Linked DNA regions of Sus scrofa: region 2 is linked to region 1. The links are chromatin contacts, called in public Hi-C maps. All regions are on one chromosome and are shown on one strand. The core of a region is the stretch at or near the end of the contact, and the rest is flanking DNA. Distances in the headings are between cores, read along the strand shown.

Region 1 (5,758 bases), core at 86-2,585:
AAAGGGTGCTTCCAGCTGGGGTCCCTATAGTTAAAACATACCAAGGGGAATACTTTCAGGCACTTGATAAAATGATGAATGGGCTTGGAATGGAATGAGGCCAGATGGCAGTTATGGGGGTGGGGGGTGGAGTATGGGAGGGGGCAAGTGAAGTTGGAGGTGGCAGGATCCCGGGGCTCAGACTGTCACTCTGAAGGACCCTGCCCATAGTGACACACACACACACACACACACACATAAATGGGAACAGCAGTATTGGTGCAAGCTGACAGCATTTTCCTCAAACAAATTTATTTCCTCACCTGCATTTCTTTCATAGTCACCAATGAATCGTTTGGTGAGGAACCGGACGACCAGAGCTGCAGGTCAGAAAAGAGAAAGCAAAGAGGGTTAACCTTGGCCCAAGAAGTTAGGCTAGTCTCCACCCCACCCCCCAGCCTAAAAAACAATTCTCAGAGAAAGCCAGCCGGCCACCAAATGAAATTCCTACCCTGCAGCTCCTTGACCCTTCTTCCAGACACAACGGAGAGGGGGCTAAAGGCATCGTGAGTTATGGCCCTGTCCAGCTGGAAGGGTCATTTGGTCCCAACCCCCATCCCCTGAGCCCGGCCGAGCCCCACCTAAGCCTTCCCGCAGACAAACGTCTTTCCCAACCTTAAAGATCTCCAGGAGGGGATTAACATTCACTAACTCCCCTTTCTGTGCCAGGCTCTGCCAGAGGCTCAAGAACCCAAAAATTCGAATGCCGATCGTGCGGGTGGTATAGAGGGTTGTCTGGCCATTCAGGATCAATTTGTTTCCCTCATATGATTAAGGAAGGGGTTGGAAAGGACGATAGCTAAGGTCCCTCCCGAGGGGCAGCGGGTCAATAGGAGAGAGCGAGCGGTCCGGTGGCAGCTCCCTTCTCTCCACCACGCCTCGATTAACCGCGACTCCCAGCGGGGGCCGCCCACCTCCAGCGGGGGAGTTAAACGGGTTCTCGCCGGAGCGCGAGGACTCACCGGTCTTGCCCACGCCACTGGCCCCAACCACGGCGATCTTGACCAGGCGGCGGCCCGCCGCCCCTAAGCAGCAATCGGCGGCGGCTGCGCTGCCCGGGGCGGGGTACTCGGAGATGGTACACATGTTCTGAATAAGGCGCATCGCCGCTTCGGCGGGGACTGCACCGCGCGGGACCGGACCTGCGGGTCGGGAAGAGGCTCGCGCTACGAGGGAGCAGGCGGGAAGACAGAGCAGGGGAGTCCGCGATAAAAAGGTACCAGAACCCGCGCGTAATACGTCTCCGGAGGGCTCAGGTTCCAGGCTGGGACTGCACTCCGGCTGCGCGCGCGCCGTTTTGTCCGGGGCCGGCTCCGCCCCTTTCCTCCCGTGGCCAATCCCCGGGCGCCTTGCGCAAGGCCCCGCCCCCGGCGCCTCTCCCCGCGCGCGGCGCCCTTAGGGTCGCCAGGAGCCGGTGCCCGGCCTCGTGAGGCGAGGGGAAAATGGGGCAGCCGGCCCGGGAGGGGGGCAGCATGTGGGCTGGAGCCGGCGGCGCAGCCAAAGGCGGAGACGGGAGAGAAGCGCTGGGCGCAGGCTGGGGTCCTGCTGCGCCGGCACAGGGCAGATGCTGTGGCTTCGGAGTTGGGGGCGCCTCGGTTCCAGGAAACTGGGGGCGGCCGTGGGGGAGCTGCCTGTCCGCCAGTCTACCTGCCTGACCGCCCGGGAGAGCGCGGCCCGGGGCCCCCCATGAGCATTACCAGCCATCTGCACCCGCCTGGATGCCCAGCCCTCCCGCCTACTCCCTGCAGCCAGCAGACCTCTCTGCCCCGCGCCCTCCACCCTCAGGGGAGCTGCGCCCAGGGGGCTGGGGGGCCTCTAGGGTATGAGCGCTTGAGGTCGCCCGTCCTGCTCCCCGGCTTCGCGCCTGTTTCCTTAATTGGGGGCACTGACTTGGGTACGTGCGGCCAGGATGGCATGCCCAATTATAGATTTGACTGCAGTGGCCATCAGTAACAAAAACCCCTTACCCATTCCCCTGAAATGTGGCTTTGGGGGAAAATAACGTCACCCATTTTGCTCTAGCTCTTGTTGGCAAGGTGGCGGATCACTCACCCTTTGACAAGCTCACGTGAACACGCGTGCGGTCGAGTGCGTGTACGGCACACTCAGAGGCAAATCTAGAAGTAATTATGGAACAAGCTTTCTAGCAGCCTCACACACAGTCACACCTCCTCCAAGATCTGTGAAAAGGAAAGAAACAGCCCAGCTGTCTCTGTGTACTGACTGGATTGGGAAGCAGACATTCCAAAGGGTATGCACTTAGTCTCTGGCCATCAGGAATGGCAAGGTTGGTTAAGTGACTTGATGCCAACTTGCGCTCATAAAATCCCGAGCTCCAGCCCCTTACATTCTTACCAAAGACATCTTCAATAGTGGGCTGAATTCTCCATCCAAGCAACATTCTGTAGCCGAAACTGACTGCAGAATGTCACCAGACACTCAGGCTGACCCCCCCTCCATTCCCCCTCTTACTCTCCCTCCTGCCCACCCACCTAACTGGGTGGGCCCCTAAAGTTCCAGGGGCTTTTTTTTTTTTTTTTTGGCTTTTTGCTACTTCTTGGGCCGCTCCCGCGGCATATGGAGGTTCCCAGGCTAGGGGTTGAATCGGAGCTGCAGCCACCGGCCTACGCCAGAGCCACAGCAACTCGGGATCCAAGCCGCGTCTGCAATCTACACCACAGCTCACGACAATGCCGGATCGTTAACCCGCTGAGCAAGGGCAGGGACCGAACCCGCAACCTTCTGGTTCCTAGTCGGATTCGTTAACCACTGCGCCATGACGGGAACTCCTCCAGCGGCTTTTATCCCAGAGGCACATGACAACAAACGCTGTGGCATTGTGCCCACGCCCACATTAAAGGTTGAAGGGTAAAAGTAAACCAGTTCCCTTCTTCCCAGGTCAGGCATTTAGTTTGGACTCTCTTTTCTAGCCTTGACTTAACTGACCAGGTATTTAATAAAATTTACGATGCTGACCCAGTTTAGGCGCTGCGATGAACTCTCTGGCCTATCACAGTTTAGGTGTTTGCAGAAAACCAAGGAGGAAATAGAAGAGTAACCTCGGAGTTCCCGTCTTGGCTCAGTGGTTAACGAATCCAACTAGGAACCATGAGGTTGCGGGTTTGATCCCTGGCCTCGCTCAGTGGGTTAAGGATCTGGTGGTGCCATGAGCTGTGGGGTAGGTCACAGATTTGGCTCGGATCTGGCATTGCAGTGGCTGTGGCCTAGGCTGGTGGCTACAGCTCCAATTAGACCCCCTAGTCTGGGAACCTCCATATGCCAGCAGGTGGAGCCTGACAAAAGACCAAAAAAAAAAAAAAAAAAAAGGGAGTAATCTCAAATTGCCTAGGATAAGTGACTTAATTAGCAAGATATACAACCTTAATAATAAGCATAAGAAAAGGTTGACTTCTAGAGAATTCAGCCATTTGAGTCAGAAGGGAAAAGGGTGTATCCAAAATACCCTACATTTTCCTGCATTGGTTTAATTCCAAATTGAATTTCATAAAAATTGCGAAAATGCTCTGTTTCTTTGTTGCTATAAAATCAAACTATATTAAACAAGACGATAGGGACAGTAACCATGTACTTTTCAAACCCCTCCCCTCCAAAAAATGCCTATAATTCTATCATGCTTACATGGTAAAATAAGGATGTAGTCTCAAAGTTTTGCTTAACTGCATTTACACACACACACACATACACACCCTTGACAAAAGTCGTCAAGAGGAATTTTGCTTTGAATCCTTTTAGCTTCTGGGGCTTGATTTTCAGTACCATGAGCCTGCACCAAGCCTATGATTTTTCTGTCTGAAACACAAAGGCTGAATTTGGTATTCTAATTTTAGCTTGAAGGATCTGGCTGTGCTTTAAAGAACACAGAAAAGAAAGAGATGGATGGAGAAAAGCTCCTCGAATTCCAAACATCTAGCAAAGAGCCCTCCTCCACCCCACCTGCCTCAGAGAATGACACTGAGAGTTATCCCTTCTCAGAAATTCATAGAATTAGTCAAAAGCAAAGGGAAGGGGCAGGAGAATTGGTACATTCTGATGGCTTGTTTTATTCCAGGCTGTGGGCTAGGGATTATCTCCTTTTACCTTCATGACAGTCCCAAGTGGTACATGTCCTCATTACTTCCCATTGCAGTTTTTAGTGCTGCTTAGTAAACCATCTCAAGCCTTAGTGGCTCACAGTTCTGTGGGTTGACTGTGCTCAGCTGGGCGGTTTGCCCCCATGTTCTTGCAGCCAGATGGAGTCATCTAAAGCCTCATCTGGGCTGGACATCCAAGATTGGTATCTTTTCACTGACCTGTCTGCATTTCAGCTGGAATGGCCAGCGTCTCTCTCTCTCTCTCTCTCTCTCTCTCTCTCTCTCTCTCTCTCTCTCTCTCTCTCTCTCTCTCTCTCCCTCTCCCTCTCTCTCCCCTGCCTTCAGTGCCATTAGCTCAGGCTCCCTCACAGCACGGTGGGTGGCTTCCCTTAGAAGGGCTAGTCTAAGACAGGAAGCAGAAGCCGTCCATCTCTTACAGCCTGTGCTTGGAAACTGGCACAGCATCACTTCTGCTCTATTCTGTTGGTCGGTCCCAGAACCCACCCAGATTAAAGGGTAAGGGGCGTAGATCCTACCTTTCGCTAGGAGTAGTGTCAAAGAATCTGAGGTCGTGTGTAATTCACCACCGTTCCATTTTCTAAATGAGAAAACAAAATTTCACATTAAAAATTCCTCCAAGGTCATATATCCTATAAAGGACAGAGCCAAAATCTGAAAAGGATGAATAACATAGAAAATATCCAGGATGGTCACCATGAGATGGACAATGTGAGGCAATGCTACAATGGTTAAACTGCTCTTGCTCACGGGTGCACGCTCTCTCTCTCTCCGGTTAACCTAACACTAGAAATGGAAAGGAAGCTGAGTGGGAACCCACCGTGTCCTCCCCACTTCTCCCGCATCCCAAAGAACCTAAAGGCCCAGAAAAGGAGAGATGAGGCCCTATCTGAGATTTAATTTTCAATGATAAAAGAGTATAAGGAGGTTTTGGGAGTTCCCGTCGTGGCTCAGTGGTTGACGAATCCTACTGGGAACCATGGGGTTGTTGGTTCGATCCCTGGCCTTGCTCAGTGAGTTGAGGATCTGGCGTTGCCGTGAGCTGTGGTGTAGGTGGCAGACGCGGTTCGGATCCTGAGTTGCTGTGGCTCTGGCGTAGGCCAGTGGCTACAGCTCTGATTGGACTCCTAGCCTGGGAAGCTCCATATGCCACAGAGCGGCTCAAGAAATGGCAAAAAGACAAAAAATAAATAAATAAATAAATAAATAATATAAGGAGGTTTTTTTTTTTAATTGATTGCTTTCAGACCACTGTTCAAGACCACTATTTTCATTGCCTTTTTTTTTTTTTTTGTCTTTTTGTCTTTTTGCCATTTCTTGGGCCGCTCCCTCGGCATATGGAGGTTCCCAGGCTAGGGGGGGGTCCAATCAGAGCTGTAGCCACCAGCCTACGCCAGAGCCACAGCAATGCAGGACCCAAGCTGCGTCTGCAACCTACGCCACAGTTCAAGGCAACACCAGATCCTCAACCCACTGAGCGAGGCCAGGGATCGAACCTGCAACCTCATGGTTCCTAGTTGGATTCGTTAACCACTGAGCCACAACAGGAACTCCTTCATTGCTTTTATATCATGTGTATTGGCACCTCTCTCTGCTACTTTGAACTGTTT
Region 2 (5,784 bases), core at 760-3,259, 130 kb before region 1:
TCAAAACTTCAGGCTTGATTTAGAGTTAAGGCATTCTCTCTCCCAGCTTTTGCCCACTGCTCTCCTGTAGCTGATAAGCTCATTTCCCACCCCTACGAGGTCTGAGACATAGGAGAGGAGGGAGGGGTAGGACTGTCTGGTCCTGGCAGCCGTTTCAACCTACAGTTTCTCATACATGCACTTTGGTGGGGGCTTTTGAGACCCCCACGTGCCCGGTGGTCGCCTCCGTTCCTTGGATGTGGGGAAATGCTGTCTGGCTGTTCTGACTGGTCGGTGGGATGAGAGGGAACTCCATCATGGCATTTTGTTTGTTTGCTCTTTTTATGGGAACAGGTGTGTGCCTCTACCTTCTCAGTTACCAATTGCCAAAATCACAGAGAATAGTTCAAATATGTAAAAAGATGGCGATCAGTAAGTTTGAGCAGAAATACTCTTGCTCCGGGTTGGTTCAGCAAAGAACTTACCAATTATTCTGATTTACAAGAAGAGGCTTTGTTGATATTGGCAGGTTGCCAATCCTCAATTTTGAAAGGTTCCCCTCCTTGGATGAGATGGCTCACCTTTCCATGAGCTCTGTTGAAAGAGAAATTCTGTAGAAACCTGTGCCCCAGAGATTTCCCAAAGAAATTTTTTTAAGTGGAGCCAGGAGGGGGCAGAGGGAAAGGCGAGCAAAGGCCAGTGTTTTCTTGAAGAGGAAAGTTTGTGACGACAGGGATGGCCAGGAGTTCCCATTGCAGCTCAGCAGGTTAAGAACCCAACACAGTTTCTGTGAGGATGTGGGTTCAATCCCTGGCCTCAGTTGGGGGTTAAGGATCCGATGTTGCCGTGAGCTATAGCATAGGTCAGAAATGAGGCATAGATGCCGAATTGCTGTGGCTGTGGTGTAGGCTGGCAGCTGGAGCTCTGATTTGACCCCTAGCCTGGAAACTTCCATATGCTGCAGGTGCAGCCCTAAAAAGAAAAGAAAAAAGAAAAGGATAGCCATTTGAAAATAGAGTTTGCTCATCTTTGTTTTTTAAAAAAAATAAAGCAATGAAGGGAGAAAGGAAATAATACATAATCATTCTTTTTAAAATCCTTTCAAGCTGTTGTTAAGTTTGCAGCTAAGTTATAGTGCATTATGTATCAAGCTCTAAATTCTCACAAAGTAATGTGTTGAGCCGTGTGAAAGTCTGATTTCTTTAGACTAGAAAAATGTTCAAATGTTGGGAGTTTCATTTGATTCAGATGCCCCCCCACCCCTGCCATCACTAATACTAAATTCTACCTTGTAGTTTGAAATTTTAAAAATTAAATTAGGTACTTTTATAATCCCACAACTGTATCCTAAGATTCCTGAGATGACGAATGGTGTCGCTTTTCTTTGCATCCCCTGCAGTACCCAGCACACGGTGGTTGCTGAGAAAATGCTTATTAACTTCTATCATGAACTCAAAGAGTCAGTCGTTATGAGGCACAGAATTGCAGAATGGATTCTAATCATCAAACTTTCCCTTGGTACATAAAGTGGAAGGTACAAGGAGCTGAAGAACCTTACATGTGATCATCAGCTTTAAGAAACTTTGGGGATTCCCGTTGTGGCTCAGCAGTAATGAACTTGACCAGTATCCATGAGGATGCGGGTTTGAGATCCCTGGCCTCACTCAGAGGATTAAGGATCCAGCGTTGCCATGAGCTGTGGTGTCGGTCACAGATGTCAAAGCAGATCCGGCATTGCCATGAGCTGTGTGTAGGTCACAGACATGACTTGGATCCTGCGTTGCTGTGGCTACAGCTCCAATTCGATCCCTAGCCTGGGAACTTCCATATGCTCAGGATGTAGCCCTTAAAAGCAATGAAAGAAAACTTTGTATTTTTTCCCCTTTAAATTGCCCAAGGAAGGGAGCGGAAGAGGGAAAAGAGGTACCTCGTCCAGGATGCAAAGAGGAGCAGCTGTGGAAGGAGGGAGGAGGCTCCGGCCAGCCTCCAGCCTCAGACACCCACTGGGTCCGAGGAGGCAGCGAGAATGGGCTGGCTTGCCTGTGCTCCTCCCCTGATGCCTGATGTCAGGCCGGGACAAAAGCAGGGTATGGAGAGGAATTGTGCGTCGCTTCTGCCCACTCAGTGTCGAATGAGAAATTATTCCTTGATATTGCTTCAGCATTTTTTAAAAAAGCCCAGCTCCAACCTACTCTCTCTGGTGTTTGTCTGATCTGACTGGAAATTCCCAAGTGTGTTTAGGGCTTTGTTTGAGAATGGGTGAGCATAGCTGAAATTGCAGTGTCATCTGTTACATATTTGGAGAAACTTGTTAAAACCTGACTCCACACTAACCTGCTAACTCTGACCCAGAATTCCAGACAGAGACTAAAGTCTTCTAAAATCATAAACTTTTGATGTTTGTGTTCCTAAACTGCCTTTTTTTAATGCAAAAATATGTGCATCTGGCATTTCGAAATCTTTTAAAGGAAATTTTCCAGACATCTTTGGGGTGTGATTTCTTAATCAAACAAAACTGCCACGGTTTTGTAAAATTCTGCTGGAACTTTTTCCCCAGGCACTGCTCTAAAACACCCTCAAATTTATCAACACCCAAACGCAGTCACAAAGATGATATTAGCATTTTATTATGAATGCATTTGGGATCCTCAGTAACTTGAAAGGCTTCTATTTTAGTATTTAGGATGAAACATAAGGCTAATTAATAACATATGGTGCTAAACACCCTGCCAAATGAAATAAATATTTATTGGAAATAACCAAAATGACTTTACTACAGTAGAAGGATCCTTAAAACTGTACTCTGATTTTTTTTTCTTTTTAGGGCTGCTCCTGTGGCATATGGAGGTTCCCAGGCTAGGGGTTGAATCAGAGCTACAGCTACCAGCCTACACCACAGCAACACGGGATCCGAGCCACATCTGTGACCTACACCGCAGCTCATGGCAATGCCAGATCCTTAACCCACTGAACAAGGCCAGGGATCGAACCCACAACCTCATGGTTCCTAGTTGGATTCATTTCTACTGCGCCACGCTGGGAACTACTGTACTCTGACTTATGCTGAATATGTACCTGTGCTTTCACGAACACATGCTGACTATTGTGCCCAGCTTTCAGAGCTGGGTAGGAACAAGTGATGGTTACCTCTACTGCCAGGGAGCACACAGTCAGACACTATTAAATAAGCATTTTATGATCAATACACTTAAAACCCCAAGAGAAATTTTAAAACCTAAGTTGTCTGGGGCTTAGCAATGAGGTTCCCAATTAAATGAGTAATTTGTGTCTTTAAATACCTGTGCCCCACTGAAAATCCTCCATAGCTTTTTTTTTTTAAGCTATAAATGTGTTACTGGCGACAGAATTCAGCTTAATAAGTTTCAGAAGGTTTTGATAGTTCCTTCACACTTTAGCTCATAAAACGTGGAGGCGAGTAAGCGGAATCATTTTTCCCATCTTCCACATATTGGGGAGGGTGCAAAATCCAGCTGTATTTCATTAAAGCGATTTGGGGCAGTCCAGGATGGCTCATGAGCAAAAGAGGACTCCAGAGAAGTCCTGGCACCTACGTTCCACATTGCACACGGCTCTGCCTGCCCCACTCCTGCTGTGTCAGGATCATAGATAATCTCAGACCTCTGCTGACCTAAGGGTTTGTCACTGATGATTCAGCCAGAAGAACTACTTATTATTTTTTTTGATACTCCAAAATATGTTTAATATATAGTTTTTTAAAATGATTTTTATTTTTTCCATTATAGTTGGTTTACAGTGTTCTGTCAATTCCTACTGCACAGCAAAGCAGCCAGCGTAGTGATCCATACATATATATATGTATGTATGACTTTTTTCTCACATTATTCTCCATCACGTTCCATCACAAGTGACTAGGTATAGTTCTCCGTGCTATCCAGCAGGATCCCATTGCTCATCCACCCCAAATGCAGTAGTTTGCATCTGTGAACCCTAGATTCCCAGTCCATCCCACTCCCTTCCCCTCCCCCTTGGCAACCACAAGTCTGCAGAAGAACTACTGAGACCTGTTTAGGATTCACAGCTCACAGGCAGTTTCCCATTCTTCCTGAAATGGTCCTTCTTAGGTCATAGATGCTCCCAAAGGACACTGATTTCAGAGCAGCCTAATCTTTTGTAAGTTGCAGACTCTTGCATGAGTCTAGTCCCATTGGAAAGCATTTGGTTCCAGTGTCAATCACCTTTTGGCTCTTTTGTTTCCCTGATAAGAATTAAAAGCGGGTGGATCCTCACAGTGGTGTTTGCAGGGCACTCTTGACAATGGTGGCTTTGTGATACAGCATTGAGGTCATCCTTTTATAGAGTAACACAAAAAGTTGCTCTTAGGGACCAGCCAACACTCACAACTGTCTAATTTATGTCAGTGATTTTTATATTACACAAGTTCCTCCCTTTCCTCTCTGTATGAATATATCCAGCACAGCCTCTGACTCTCCCAAAGTTAGAGTTTAATAAAAAGTACCTTTGCTGGAGTTCCCGTCCTGGCTCAGTGGTTAATGAACCCAACTCGTATCCATGAGGATACGGGTTCAATCCCTGGCCTCACTCAGTGGGTTAATGATCCAGCATTGCCATGAGCTGTAGTGTAGGTCACAGACTCGGCTCGGATCCTGTGTTGCTGTAGCTGTGGTGTAGGCCCAGTAGCTACAGCTACGATTTGACCCCTAGCCTGGGAACCTCCATATGCCAGGGGTGTGGCCCTAAAATAACAAATGGCAAAAAAAAGTACCTTTGCCATAACTCACCAACCAGCATCCTGCTCACACCCTATTTCCCTGGCTTCCTGTTTGGGAACCCGGCAGAGGCAACAGTAAGAGGGCCTGAGACGCGCTGTCTGAAAGGTCCATGATCTCCTGACACAAGTCACTCCTGCTGCTCTGCCAAGAAGTAAACTGATGACCCTGAGTACTCAGACAAAAAGCTAGGTGGAGTCAGTATTTGGAGTGAGCTTTCTCTTGGGAAAATAGATGTCCAACAAAATAGCCTAAATTTAAATTCTCCAGGGTAGACGGAGACTGGATAGAGCATCAGTCTTAATGAGCATCTTGTTGGCAGGCTAGGGTGTGAGGTTTACGCAGGAAGCAATTATGAATGTTTCTTTTTCCATGTTCCTTCCAGTTAATGGAACCAAACCAGAGACAAGGAGAGGTTCCTCTTGATTTTCCCAGCAGAGGTCACCATTTTCATGATCTGGATGGGTTTTGTGCATTAGCACCCGCACATTGAAAGGACCGCGGTGACTGAATCCTCGGTTCCTGGAGCTGAGAACAGACCCTCTCCAGGCCATGTTATTCTGTGGATAAAGAAAAATAACGATTGCCCAGAAAGCATAGGTTTTTCAAGCAGTCTAAATTGGATCTTGGTATTTGAGATGTTTCCACCAAACAAAAGTAAATACATCTCCATTGTATGCACAGATTTACACACACATAGAACTATGGTTTTTAAATTATTTTACCTGCTTTAAAATATGACTTTCCCCCCATTTAGAACATTTAAACCAAAAGAAGAGTCGTAAATTTTACTTATTACAAATCTCTGCTGCACCGTGGCTTTAGTTGTATGTACTATTAAAACCAATTCCATAGGCATGGGACGTGACAAATGTATGTATTGAACATTTGAACTTCGTTTTACAGTATCTGGTGTCCTTAAGTGGCTAGACAGTGTTCTTGTGCCCTTTTTGTTCCTTTACCTGTGACTTTTGTAGCAAGCATCCAGATCTTAAACAGTAAAGGCATTGAACAATACCTCCCGTAGTTTGAGCCA

What was found. Hi-C and Micro-C count contacts between places; a contact is called where the count stands out from the background.
Region 2: a contact with region 1 is called in a Hi-C map of omental adipose tissue, with 2.1 times the contacts expected there. The contact joins the enhancer-like site here to the promoter of RASL11B in region 1. A contact is called at or near these places in 5 of 47 Hi-C or Micro-C datasets (embryonic fibroblasts, heart right ventricle, omental adipose tissue and 1 more).

The regions. Positions count from the first base shown.
Region 1 is chr8:39,698,976-39,704,733 of Sscrofa11.1, reverse strand. It overlaps RASL11B (ras-like protein family member 11B), which reads right to left and starts at 1,335. Exons shown (of 4, transcript XM_003128970.4): 1 at 1,002-1,335; 2 at 303-359. The coding sequence starts at 1,143.
Region 2 is chr8:39,830,291-39,836,074 of Sscrofa11.1, reverse strand. All of the region lies in intron 5 of SCFD2 (sec1 family domain-containing protein 2), which reads left to right. Among named protein-coding and RNA genes, the nearest start is that of RASL11B, 130 kb to the right of the region's middle. Within about 2 kb of position 2,009, at least 5 of the 83 cell types and tissues checked have an H3K27ac peak or open chromatin away from gene starts, as enhancers often do. A contact at or near this core is called in omental adipose tissue, where this site is marked.